Linked DNA regions of Mus musculus: regions 2 and 3 are each linked to region 1. Evidence: chromatin contacts called from public Hi-C and HiChIP or PLAC-seq data. All regions are on one chromosome and are shown on one strand. Each heading gives the region's core, a stretch centred on a gene start, on an enhancer-like site or on the middle of the called end of the contact. The rest is flanking DNA. Distances are from core to core; before and after follow the strand shown. Region 1 has its middle 9.9 kb from the start of Gm41013. Region 2 overlaps Atp6ap1l (ATPase, H+ transporting, lysosomal accessory protein 1-like). Region 3 has its middle 110 kb from the start of Atp6ap1l.

Evidence for each region. HiChIP or PLAC-seq counts read pairs in DNA pulled down with a chosen protein or histone mark. A called contact is a pair of places that touch in the nucleus more often than the background predicts.
Region 2: a contact with region 1 is called in a Hi-C map of cortical neurons, with 2.2 times the contacts expected there. The contact joins two enhancer-like sites. A contact is called at or near these places in 14 of 39 promoter capture datasets (the 3T3-L1 cell line, the C10 cell line, HPC-7-derived erythroid cells and 10 more), 1 of 484 Hi-C or Micro-C datasets (cortical neurons) and 1 of 9 other capture datasets (embryonic stem cells).
Region 3: a contact with region 1 is called in a CTCF HiChIP or PLAC-seq map of the NIH/3T3 cell line, with 7 read pairs. The contact joins two enhancer-like sites.

The regions. Positions count from the first base shown.
Region 1 is chr13:90,151,397-90,154,800 of GRCm38.p6, forward strand. No RefSeq gene overlaps it. Among named protein-coding and RNA genes, the nearest start is that of Gm41013, 9.9 kb to the right of the region's middle. Within about 2 kb of position 1,720, at least 45 of the 459 cell types and tissues checked have an H3K27ac peak or open chromatin away from gene starts, as enhancers often do. A contact at or near this core is called in the NIH/3T3 cell line and cortical neurons, where this site is marked.
Region 2 is chr13:90,894,612-90,898,015 of GRCm38.p6, forward strand. The region is part of intron 4 of Atp6ap1l (ATPase, H+ transporting, lysosomal accessory protein 1-like); the gene reads right to left. Among named protein-coding and RNA genes, the nearest start is that of Atp6ap1l, 9.0 kb to the right of the region's middle. Within about 2 kb of position 1,665, at least 19 of the 459 cell types and tissues checked have an H3K27ac peak or open chromatin away from gene starts, as enhancers often do. A contact at or near this core is called in cortical neurons, where this site is marked.
Region 3 is chr13:90,795,115-90,798,518 of GRCm38.p6, forward strand. No RefSeq gene overlaps it. Among named protein-coding and RNA genes, the nearest start is that of Atp6ap1l, 110 kb to the right of the region's middle. Within about 2 kb of position 1,892, at least 54 of the 459 cell types and tissues checked have an H3K27ac peak or open chromatin away from gene starts, as enhancers often do. A contact at or near this core is called in the NIH/3T3 cell line, where this site is marked.

The sequences.
Region 1 (3,404 bases), core at 470-2,969:
GACAGAGAAGCATGTCCCAGCCCTTCATAGCTTAGGATGGAAAGCATATGAAGACTGGGACAGCCTCACCTGGGAGCTTGGCCCTCACTGCCTTCCAGCTCTCCTCCCTCAGAAGGTTTGTTATCCTTGATACTGAGTTTATTGTAGGGTGTCCCACCTGCCTATACACAAATAAGGAGCTTGAAGAAATAGGTGGGCCAAAGCTGTTGACCAATCCTTGCTTCCCCCAAAATTTACAGCAGATGCAATCCCTTACATTTCTATGTATGTAAGGAAAAGGAGAACTTGAGTTTCTAGGCCTTACAATATTGAATTTTTCCAGGTAGCATCAAATTCTGGCCATAAAATAATAAAACAAATAAGCCAAAAGAATAAAATGTATTATGAAAACAATTTCTGTTTTTTGCAGATTATCATGTCTGCTACCTGGTAAAGCTTTTACTACAGTCTATTATTCTGAGTGTTTTTTAGCTAGTTTAAAAAAAAAAGTGACTATGTGTGTACTTCTACTATACTGATTAAATACCTTAAAAAACTAACATGTCTTCCACTGAGATTTTTCTCTTTTTTTCACAAGAAAAGATACAAACTATGTGGAAAAGGGCAATACTAACAGGTTCCCTCTGAGGTGGAGAATTAGTGCAATGTTGTGATTCATGGTTTAGCAGCATCAGCTGGAATGTCATCTGCAACATGATTCAGTGTGTATTCATCACATGAACTTAAAACATGTCTGAATTCCATGTCTTTTATAGTTCTACAAAAACTTTCTTAAGACTGAAAATGGTGGTGATTTTTTAAAGCACCCCCTTTAACAGGAAAGCAAAATGTACAAATGAGAGGAATGTTGTTTGTTATAAAATAAATTTGAAAATTGAGCAACCAAATGAATTTACTGTTAAAAGTCTGAATTTCATACTGAATGCCTGCATCCGCTTTCTTACTCATTTTCACAGCCCAGTACAAAGGAATACAATAACTCCACTCCACCCCCTGCACCAAGCTATGCTAATTGTAGAAACTGAAGACATTTTATCTCCATAAGGAAAGAGAAAAATATTCCATATATATTTTCAAAATCTAAGATGTGAGTCTCAGAAAATTAGAGAACAAAATTTTAGATCTCTTTCCCAAATGGTTTGCTTTGTTTAAACCATTTGGTTAAAGATGAAAATGAAATTTTAAAAAAGGAAAAAAAGCGGGGAGGGGAGAGAAAGGCCACCTTTCAAAGAAAGGTGAAGTCATCGATTTTTCTTGAAGTGTTCCACAAGAAAGAAGCAAGATCTGGTGCTATGTGCACCCCAGGGCTAGCAGCTGGAGGGCAAAAACCACCTTTTATCCATGACTGACAAATAATACATAATGAGGAGGGAGAAGCAATTCAGGGTTTCAACATTTCTCTCTCTCTCTCTCTCTCTCTCTCTCTCTCTCTCTCTCTCTCTCTCTCTCTCTCTCTGTCCTCTTTCAGGGCAGAGCATGGTGCTGCTGTTCCCACTTGTCAACCTTTGAGGTGCTGCCAGGAAAAGGGACTAGGGTGACAATTGTTCTCTCCTCCTGCAGTCCCCCCAAGCTCTAGTAAATATATGCGGCTTTTTTTTTTTCCAAATAGCATCCAGCTGCAAGCAATCCACCACTTCTCCTTGGAATGACATGCTGGGGGTGGGGCTCTGGAAATGTACTGCACAGTTATAATAAGCCCCGTAGAGTAAAGCTGAGATCTAAGATCCGGAGAGTGGCGTATGCAACTGGAGAATTGCATCAGTTGGTGGCTGATACACAGTCAGTTGGGAAAAGAGAGTTAAAAGGAGTCATAGAAAGAGATGAAATCCGAGCTCTGTTCACAAGTGAATTTTCAAAAATTGTGCCATACTGTGTATATTAAAAATAATTTTTACATTCCATGAAAGTGAGATGTTTAATGTAAGTAATTTATAGTACAAGTGAGACAAGAAAAATGAACAACCAGAAAAATCTAGAGGTAGGTCTTGTTAACATCTTTAGGTCTTTTTATTGTTGTGGCTGCTGTTGTTTTTTTGTTTATCATAGCCCAAAAGTATTGAACCTCTCAGAGACTATTTCTACATATACATATAGTTCACATCGTTGTGCCCTGTGTGTTGTTCATCAGACTAAGTGGTGCTAAGTGGTGCTATAATTGGAGATGAAGGAATTGTAGCAGGTGATAGTGCAGATTGTTTTTAAATTATTGCACACAACATATGTGCTCAATTCCTAACCCTATATTTCGCTGGATTTTTTTTTTTTTTTAGTTAGACAAGTCACTCTTTAAAAATCTTAATTCCTTCCCTAATTTCTTTCTCAGCCTGCCATTCTTATCTCCTTCTACTAAGGTCAAGTCTAAGTGGATCAAGGAATTCCACATAAAACCAGAGACACTGAAACTTATAGATGAGAAAGTGGGGAAAAGCCTCGAAGATATGGGCACAGGGGAAAAATTCCTGACTAGAACAGCAATGGCTGTAAGATTGAGAATCAACAAATGGGACCTCATAAAATTGCAAAGCTTCTGTAAGGCAAAAGACACTGTCAATAAGACAAAAAGGCCTCCAACAGATTGGGAAAGGATCTTTACCAATCCTAAACTGATAGGGGACTAATATCTAATATATATAAAGAACTCAAGAAGGTGGACTCCAGAAAATCAAATAACCCCATTAAAAAATGGGGTTCAGAGCTAAAAAAAGAATTCTCCCCTAAGGAATACTGAATGGCTGGGAAGCACCTGAAAAAATGTTCAACATCCTTGATCATCAGGGAAGTGCAAATCAAAACAACCCTGAGATTCCACCTCACACCAGTCACAATGGCTAAGATCAAAAATTCAGGTGACAGCAGACGCTGGCAAGGATGTGGAGAAAGAGGAAAACTCCTCCATTGTTGGTGGGATTGCAAGCTTGTACAACCACTCTGGAAATCAGTATGGTGGTTCCTCAGAAAATTGGACATAGTATTACGGTAAGATCTCATGATACCTCTCCTGGGCATATATCCAGAAGATGTTCCAACTAGTAATAAGGACACATGCTTCACTATGTTCATAGCAGCCCTATTTATAATAGCCAGAAGCTGAAAAGAACCCAGATGTCCCTCAACAGAGGAATGGATACAGAAAATGTGGTACATTTACACAATGGAGTACTACTCAGCTATAAAAACAATGAATTTATGAAATTCCTAGGCAAATGGATGGACCTGGAGGATATCATCCTGAGTGAGGTAACCCACCCACAAAAGAACTCACATGATATGTACTCACTGATAAGTGGATATTAGCCCAGAAACTTAGAATACCCAAGATACACTTTGCAAAACACATGAAACTCAAGAAGAACGAAGACCAAAGTGTGGACACTTTGCCTCTTCTTAGAATTGGGAACAAAACA
Region 2 (3,404 bases), core at 415-2,914, 740 kb after region 1:
TGTAGCTCTTCCAAGGGACCACACTGGCTTGGTCACTCACAGGCTTGTTCTGCACCAATGAGCTAAGCCTCAGAGCGAAGCCACTCCAAGTCATCCAGACGCAACCCGCCAGGGGCTTCTGCCCCGTGGGCTTGGTTCCCACTGAAACTCAAAACCACGCTTTGGAGCAAAGAGCCTACGGCCCGATCTCAACCTAGCTAATTCACCATTTGGTTAGTGAGGATGCTGCAGGTATCGGGTGCCATACCACTAACTAAGAACACAAAAATGGATAATACAACCCAGAGCAAGAGTAGAAAAAAAGATTTCACGCCGTGCCCAGTTCTTACACATTTAAAACAGATTCTGAATTCTTTGCACTATAAATGTCCAGCCTCAAAATACACACAGATGCAGGCATTGTATTCTATTTGCAGGGTTTTCACTATTTAAAAAGACCTCCACAGCAAATCTGTCTGCCAAATTGCCTCTCCCTGAACGCTTTGTTTCCAAAAGCAAAAATATGGTCATATTTTTTTCAGTCTGGGCTTCTGACCTCACATGGTTATGCCTTCACTTGAGTTTCTCTGTTCTTTTGGCAACTCCTCCTCTGGTTCTCTCAGACACAAAGGCATGGCAAAGGCAGCCATTATTTTACAGAACTCAGAGGAATCACCATCCAGAGGTCTTACCAGCTGGAACAGAAACCCCTCACATCCTGGGAAGAAGACCCTGGCCTACTCTCTGGGTGTGGGTACACCCAGGCTGCCTGCAAACTCACGTGAACCAGGCTGCAGGAGATGGGGGCTGCTTACCCCGGGATCACACTTGAGTCTATTTCTAGGATGGTGACTAGGAAGATAATATATCCATGCCTGCTCAATACCTGGCTTATGCACTATAAAAACCAAGACACGAGGCTGGAGGAAGGACTCCTCAGTTCAGAGAGAGCACTTGACGCTCTTCCAAAGGACTTGAGTTCAGGTCCCAGCACCTATATCATGGCTCAGGGGATTCAGCACACTCTTGTCACCTCTGCAGGCACCTGAACACACACCTGCACACAGAGAGACACATCACATAAATTAAAAAGTAAGGTAATCTTAAATCTTATTTTAAAGGAAGCAGAAAGCCCCGTGGCCTCTCCAGTGTGTGGTTAGGCAGCACTCCATTGGGCTTGTTGTTGGTATTAAGGAGAAAGGGCCACTGCTTTGAACAGTACCTGACAAGTCCTTTGGAGCCTATACTTGGATGTCCTCATCTGTTTAACCCTGTGAGATAAGACCAAGAGGAAGTTGGGAGTGAATCTCTTTTAAAGACGCCTTAGAACCCCAGTGGAAGTCCAATAAGTTTCATAGCCTTGTTCAGCCTGATTTCATATGACCTATTGGAGAGCCACTGGGATGACCACCAGATGTGTAGACCTCACCATCTCTAGCCTTCAGGAAGTGCACAAATGCTGTCAGCTACAACAAAAAGTTACCACCATCTCCATCTGACGTGTGACAAGCCCATGGGACCTAATGGCACACATATCTCTGGCAGAACTGGGCCTGCAAGACAAGTCTTGGTTTTCTTTCCAGGCATAGTTTCCACTGATGAGTAAAGTGTCTCCATAACCCAGTAAAAAGCTGTGCAGCTTGAGCTTCCCACAACCCCCTAACGTCAGGATGAGTGGAATGGAGGCTTGCCAGCCAGCTCTGGGCAAGCGTGCTTATCCCCAGGCAATCAGCCTCTCTCCACACAACTGACCACAAATAAGGAGCCCAGTAGGGAATTAATTAGAGCCTGGGAAAAAAGTCCTGAGCCCTCAGCAGTGTGAGCTTCTCTTCAGGAGTCCTTGACAGTTGTGCTGTAACAAGTGAAATAAATGTAGATGAATTCTTAAAAGGTCCCTAAATCTTGTAATTATTATAATTCCTTAAGTCCCTATTAGGAGACAGTCATCCTGATAGGTAAGATGTTTAATATCCTTTATCAAAATAATCCATTTCCTCCCATCATCAAGAACTTTTAAACAAGAAACAAAGGTCAGGAATAAGCCAGCAATTCCAGCCATGCGGTATAAAGTATAAAAAGAGTGCACACGGAAGAACATACGCAACATGTTACAATTCATGCAAAGTATCCTAACCATCACAGGCCAGAACAAGAGGAAAAAATCTTCCAAAAGCACCCGCTGTACCAACAAATATTAAATGGGGTTTGTGGGACACAAATTGAACAGCTCAGATTCCTAGACCAAAACGACAGAAAAGCAAAAACAAAAACAATCGAAAGATGTGGATGGCTGAAAAGCAGAGAATTTTCTGGAAGTGATCTGCTCTCAGCGGGGACATTTACTTAATCGGCTTCTCTCAAACCAAAGCCAATGCATCTGTTCGCGAATGCTCCAACAGTGAGTCTCTGAAACGTGACCAATTGTCCTCTTACGCAACCAACGGTGGAATTGGCCATGTTCGATAATTTGAGAATCTCTCACCATGACCAAACATGGAATCTAGTCCTGAGTAAATAGGCTTTCCTGAGTCACCCGCTTAGACATGTACACCCTGCTACGCTGTTCATTTCATGGTAAGAGCAGGGTACTTGGGTTCTTAACATTTAGAGTTGAGGCCAAGCCTGAAAATAAGCTTTTTTCCCTTCTTTCCTCCCTTCTTTCTGTCCTTCCTTCCTTTCTTCTTCCTCCAAACAATCCAGGCTCTTGTCAGTGTTCATGATTGCCTATCATAACTAGAGAACAAGAACACATTGTAGAAGATATCACATACCTCATAGCATGATACAAAGAAAGCAAGCTAGAACCTAGCTGGAAACCTCCATGCTGGTTAGCTTTCAAAAGTCCTCTGGCTGCTCAGGAAGTAAAGGTTTCCTTGGTCTAGCCCAGTTGTGAACCCTGCAACCAAAACTCCAACCTTCTGGGCAAGATGCATCTACCTGTTCAATAATGGCATGACTATTGTGAAGGTAACTAACTACCCTTTGATTGGGGTAGTACCATGGGAGGAGGTACCCATGCCTGGTATAAGGCAAGCCAATAATCTAGGACTGGGGATATCATAGGGCCACTGGGTAATTTAGTATGTCTAATTAAATTGATATATTATCAAACTTTCTTCTAAATATGGACATGCTCATAGACAAACTTTTCTCTCCTTTCTTCCTGTGGTGGTTTGAATGTGCTTGGCCCATGAGAAGTGGCACTGTTATGAGTGTGGCCTTCTTAGAGGAAGTGTGTTACTGTGGGGGTGGGTTTGACAGTCTACTAGTGCTCAAGCTCCTCCCAATGTAGAAGAGACCCTCCTCCTGGGTACCAGGGGAAGAGACTCTCCTTCTGGCTGCCTTCAGATCCAAATATAGAACTATTGGCCCCTTCAGTGCCTCCAGCACCAGGTCTGCCTGCATGGTGCCATGCTTCCTGCCAT
Region 3 (3,404 bases), core at 642-3,141, 640 kb after region 1:
TCAACATGCAACCCTCATCTGCCAATTTCATTTGGCAATGTTCACAACTGCAATTTTCCTCATTATTTTAGTATTATTTAATAGCTTTCCTGAAAGAATTATGTTTATTTCTTACTTGCTACAGTAGTATGCAAATGGCCAACCTTAGGAAGTATTTGATTTAGTGAACACTTCATCATTTATCAAGTCAATGGCAGACTCCATGCAGTATTTTTTAAATGTTTTAGTAATTTCAACTACAATTTTCACATGAAGTTTATTAATGAAGAAAATATATAAGAAGCATATAATAATCACGTATTTAAAAGTAACTATTTTAATGAGTCAAATATGCTGCCATGTTATGTATGCTTTTTATACTTACATATGCAAATATTATATAATCAAACTATATGCACTACATTATACACATGCATTGCATATATGCCAAAAAAACTAAAGTATATTCCAGATATATTCAAATTATATCCATTTCCAGTCAGCAGATTGGTGTAAGTTTGTTATGAAATACAACCAAGGACAATCTTTTCTCCTTTCAATGTATTTCTGTAGATTTCTATGGAATGATTTTTAATCTAGTTCAAACTCATTTTGACAGAAATATTTTATAGAGAGAAACAAAACTCTACTATAAAAATAAGATACATTGCTGTGTGCATCCATTATACTCAGAATCCATGTCCTCCCATCAAAATCATGTCATTTGTTCTTATCTATGTCCCAGAACTTCACTTCCATCTCCCAAACATATTCGTATTTTGTTTTAGTTTATACATGTTCTCATGTTGCTCCAGTTACTATTCCTTTATACCCGACCACTTCATTCTTTGGACATTATCGCTTGACAATTTACTGTGAGTTTATTCTGCTTTAGAGTGAACTTTGATTTTACCTCTGGCTGAGTCTCAAGTCTATGGCTTCCCCACCCACTCCTGTGCAAAGGGCACTAAAGGCATATCAGGGAATCTAATTTTAAAGTTAGATGCCTTCAAATGGCTTAGCTCTAGTGTGAAAATAGGAATGTGATCATTTTAAGCTATAGTAATATAAAGTATATATAATAAAATAGGAACTTGATGCTTTGATTAAACAGGAAAAGTGACTCATACGTATAGAGCTGAAATTATATATATCATATATATGATAAAATAATTATTTATATATATATAAAGATAGGAGAACAAAATCAGAGCTTGGCCTTTGGTGTGTGGCAGAGACACCATGGAGGATGAGAAGGCTATGGTTTCCTTCTGGCTTTTTATTTTAGTTTTGGTGTTGGTGTTGGTTTTGGTTTTGGTTTTGGTTTTGGTTTTGGTTTTGGTTTTGGTTTTGGTTTTGGTTTTGGTTTTGGTTTTGGTTTTGGTTTTGGTTTTGGTTTTGGTTTTGGTTTTGGTTTTTCTCCAGAGCAAAGAAAACTTCCTTGGTCTTGGGGAGCTTAATTCGGAGGGGAGCTCGTGGTGCAGGACAAGCAATGATGACCAGAGCCACCCTATAGTTTTCAAATGTGTTATCTCACATCTAGGAAGAATAAGGACACATGGGCAAAGACCAAACAGAACGAATGTTGATTTATTAAGAAAAAGTGAAAAAGAGCTCCTGACAATTCCACTTCTGAGTGGAGTTCCAGGGGAGGAACACTGATACACCGCCCTGCACGGTGGCCTTTTATAGGTCTTATGATTGGTCTAAGGTGATGTTTATTAAGACTGGTCTCATCTAGGGTCAAAGCTAGGGTCATCGCAGGTCAATCAGAAATGGGTCCATATACCTCGGCCTCACTGTAGAAGTGACTACATGTCATTTGTCCCAGCAAGGGAGTGGTCATTATGCTTCACCACTTATGATTCAATGGACCCCGCCCTTACTGCCTAAAGGGAACTTACTCTTGTCTCACTATGACTAATGCCAGGCAGAACTATATTCCACTAGCCAGGCATGTAATCCTAGGATCATGTCACCTCTCCTAATCCACGGCCTCAAGATAGAAGCAGACATTGTTTCCTAACTTCAGAACCCCCAACTCCTCTGACCTCACTCTCCATCCCCAGTGGAAAGAGCCTTCTTCAGTCTAAGTCCAAAATCCACAGGTCAGACAATGGAGCTAAAATTTTCCTCCAGTATTCGGAGGAAGAAAGGTAATGGAAGCAAAAGGAAAAACATAGTCAGCTGCTGTCCCAGACAAAGTTTTCAGGCAAAGAAAGTGATGACTTAGTCATAAAAGTTCCAGAAAGAAAATTTTCCACACACACACACACACAAAGCAGTGACGGCACAGAATATTTTAAATGGTGAAAATAGTGACCGGGGATTCCAGGCTGATGTATCATCTGCCTGACATTCCTGTGACCCAGTGAGTCAGTCATTCCTGTCAGTACAGAGTTTAAGTCTCCTTGTGTGGGAGAACACAAAGGGGAGAGCTTTGACTGACATAGCTTTCCCCACAGCTTCCCCCAGGACAGCCTAGCTTCTCAAGCCCTCTTCTGCTTCAGTCTCCACAGCGTGGACAGCCTGTGCACACTGCCCTGAAGTGAGAAGTGCCATTTACCAAAGGAAGGTTCCTAGGTTAGATCCTCACATCCGGCCCATGCAGCAGCACGGTGATACACATGTCAGAAGAAGAGGCAAGGAAAAAAACAGCTCAAAAAAGCCCAAAATATCATGAGAGATAAATGGCGGCGATAGTGAGTAAATGCCCTACGGGCATGCGCAGTCAATAAAACACCACTAGCACGGCAGAAAGATCCCAGCTGGAGAAGATCAGAGGTGAAAGGCCTTCAATTTATTGAGAACTGGGGCAACGGGAACTTCCCAAAAGAAGGAATGGTTCATAGCTTGGCAGACAACAAGAAGGCTGAGGGAGGCAAGAAGGTACTTAGAGGGAGCTCAGGAGAGAGAAGGCCTAACCCAAAGATGACCACACACTCAGACAAATGTAGTTCCCTGGAGAGACTGGCCTTCGAAAGAGATCCAACACAGAGAGCTCCGATGAAGCTAAAATGAGGTGATGTCTATCTAATGCATGATGTTTCAAGAGAACAAGGTCACAAGAGGTTCCAGTAACCAAGAGGGGGGGAAAAATCTGAAAGACAGACATGGTCAGCTGCAGATAAATTCTGTAAGAGCTTTCCAAAATGAGCCGAAGAGAAAGGCCATTCAATCAAGGAAGAAATATCTGTTTATTTTCACGGACGATTATAGGCTTAAAAAGCAATCTTGGAGATTTTTAGCCTTAAATAGATAAATAGCATACTATTTTCTAGTCAACCACCAAATATAACCTGGTATCTGGAGTGCAATTTAATATGCAATTCCCAGAATAAATTATATTGCCCTAGCTATATATTTCCAGCCTTGTGAAATACCATGTGTTTCCTTCTCCTAGAAATGCACTTGGGGCTCCCTGC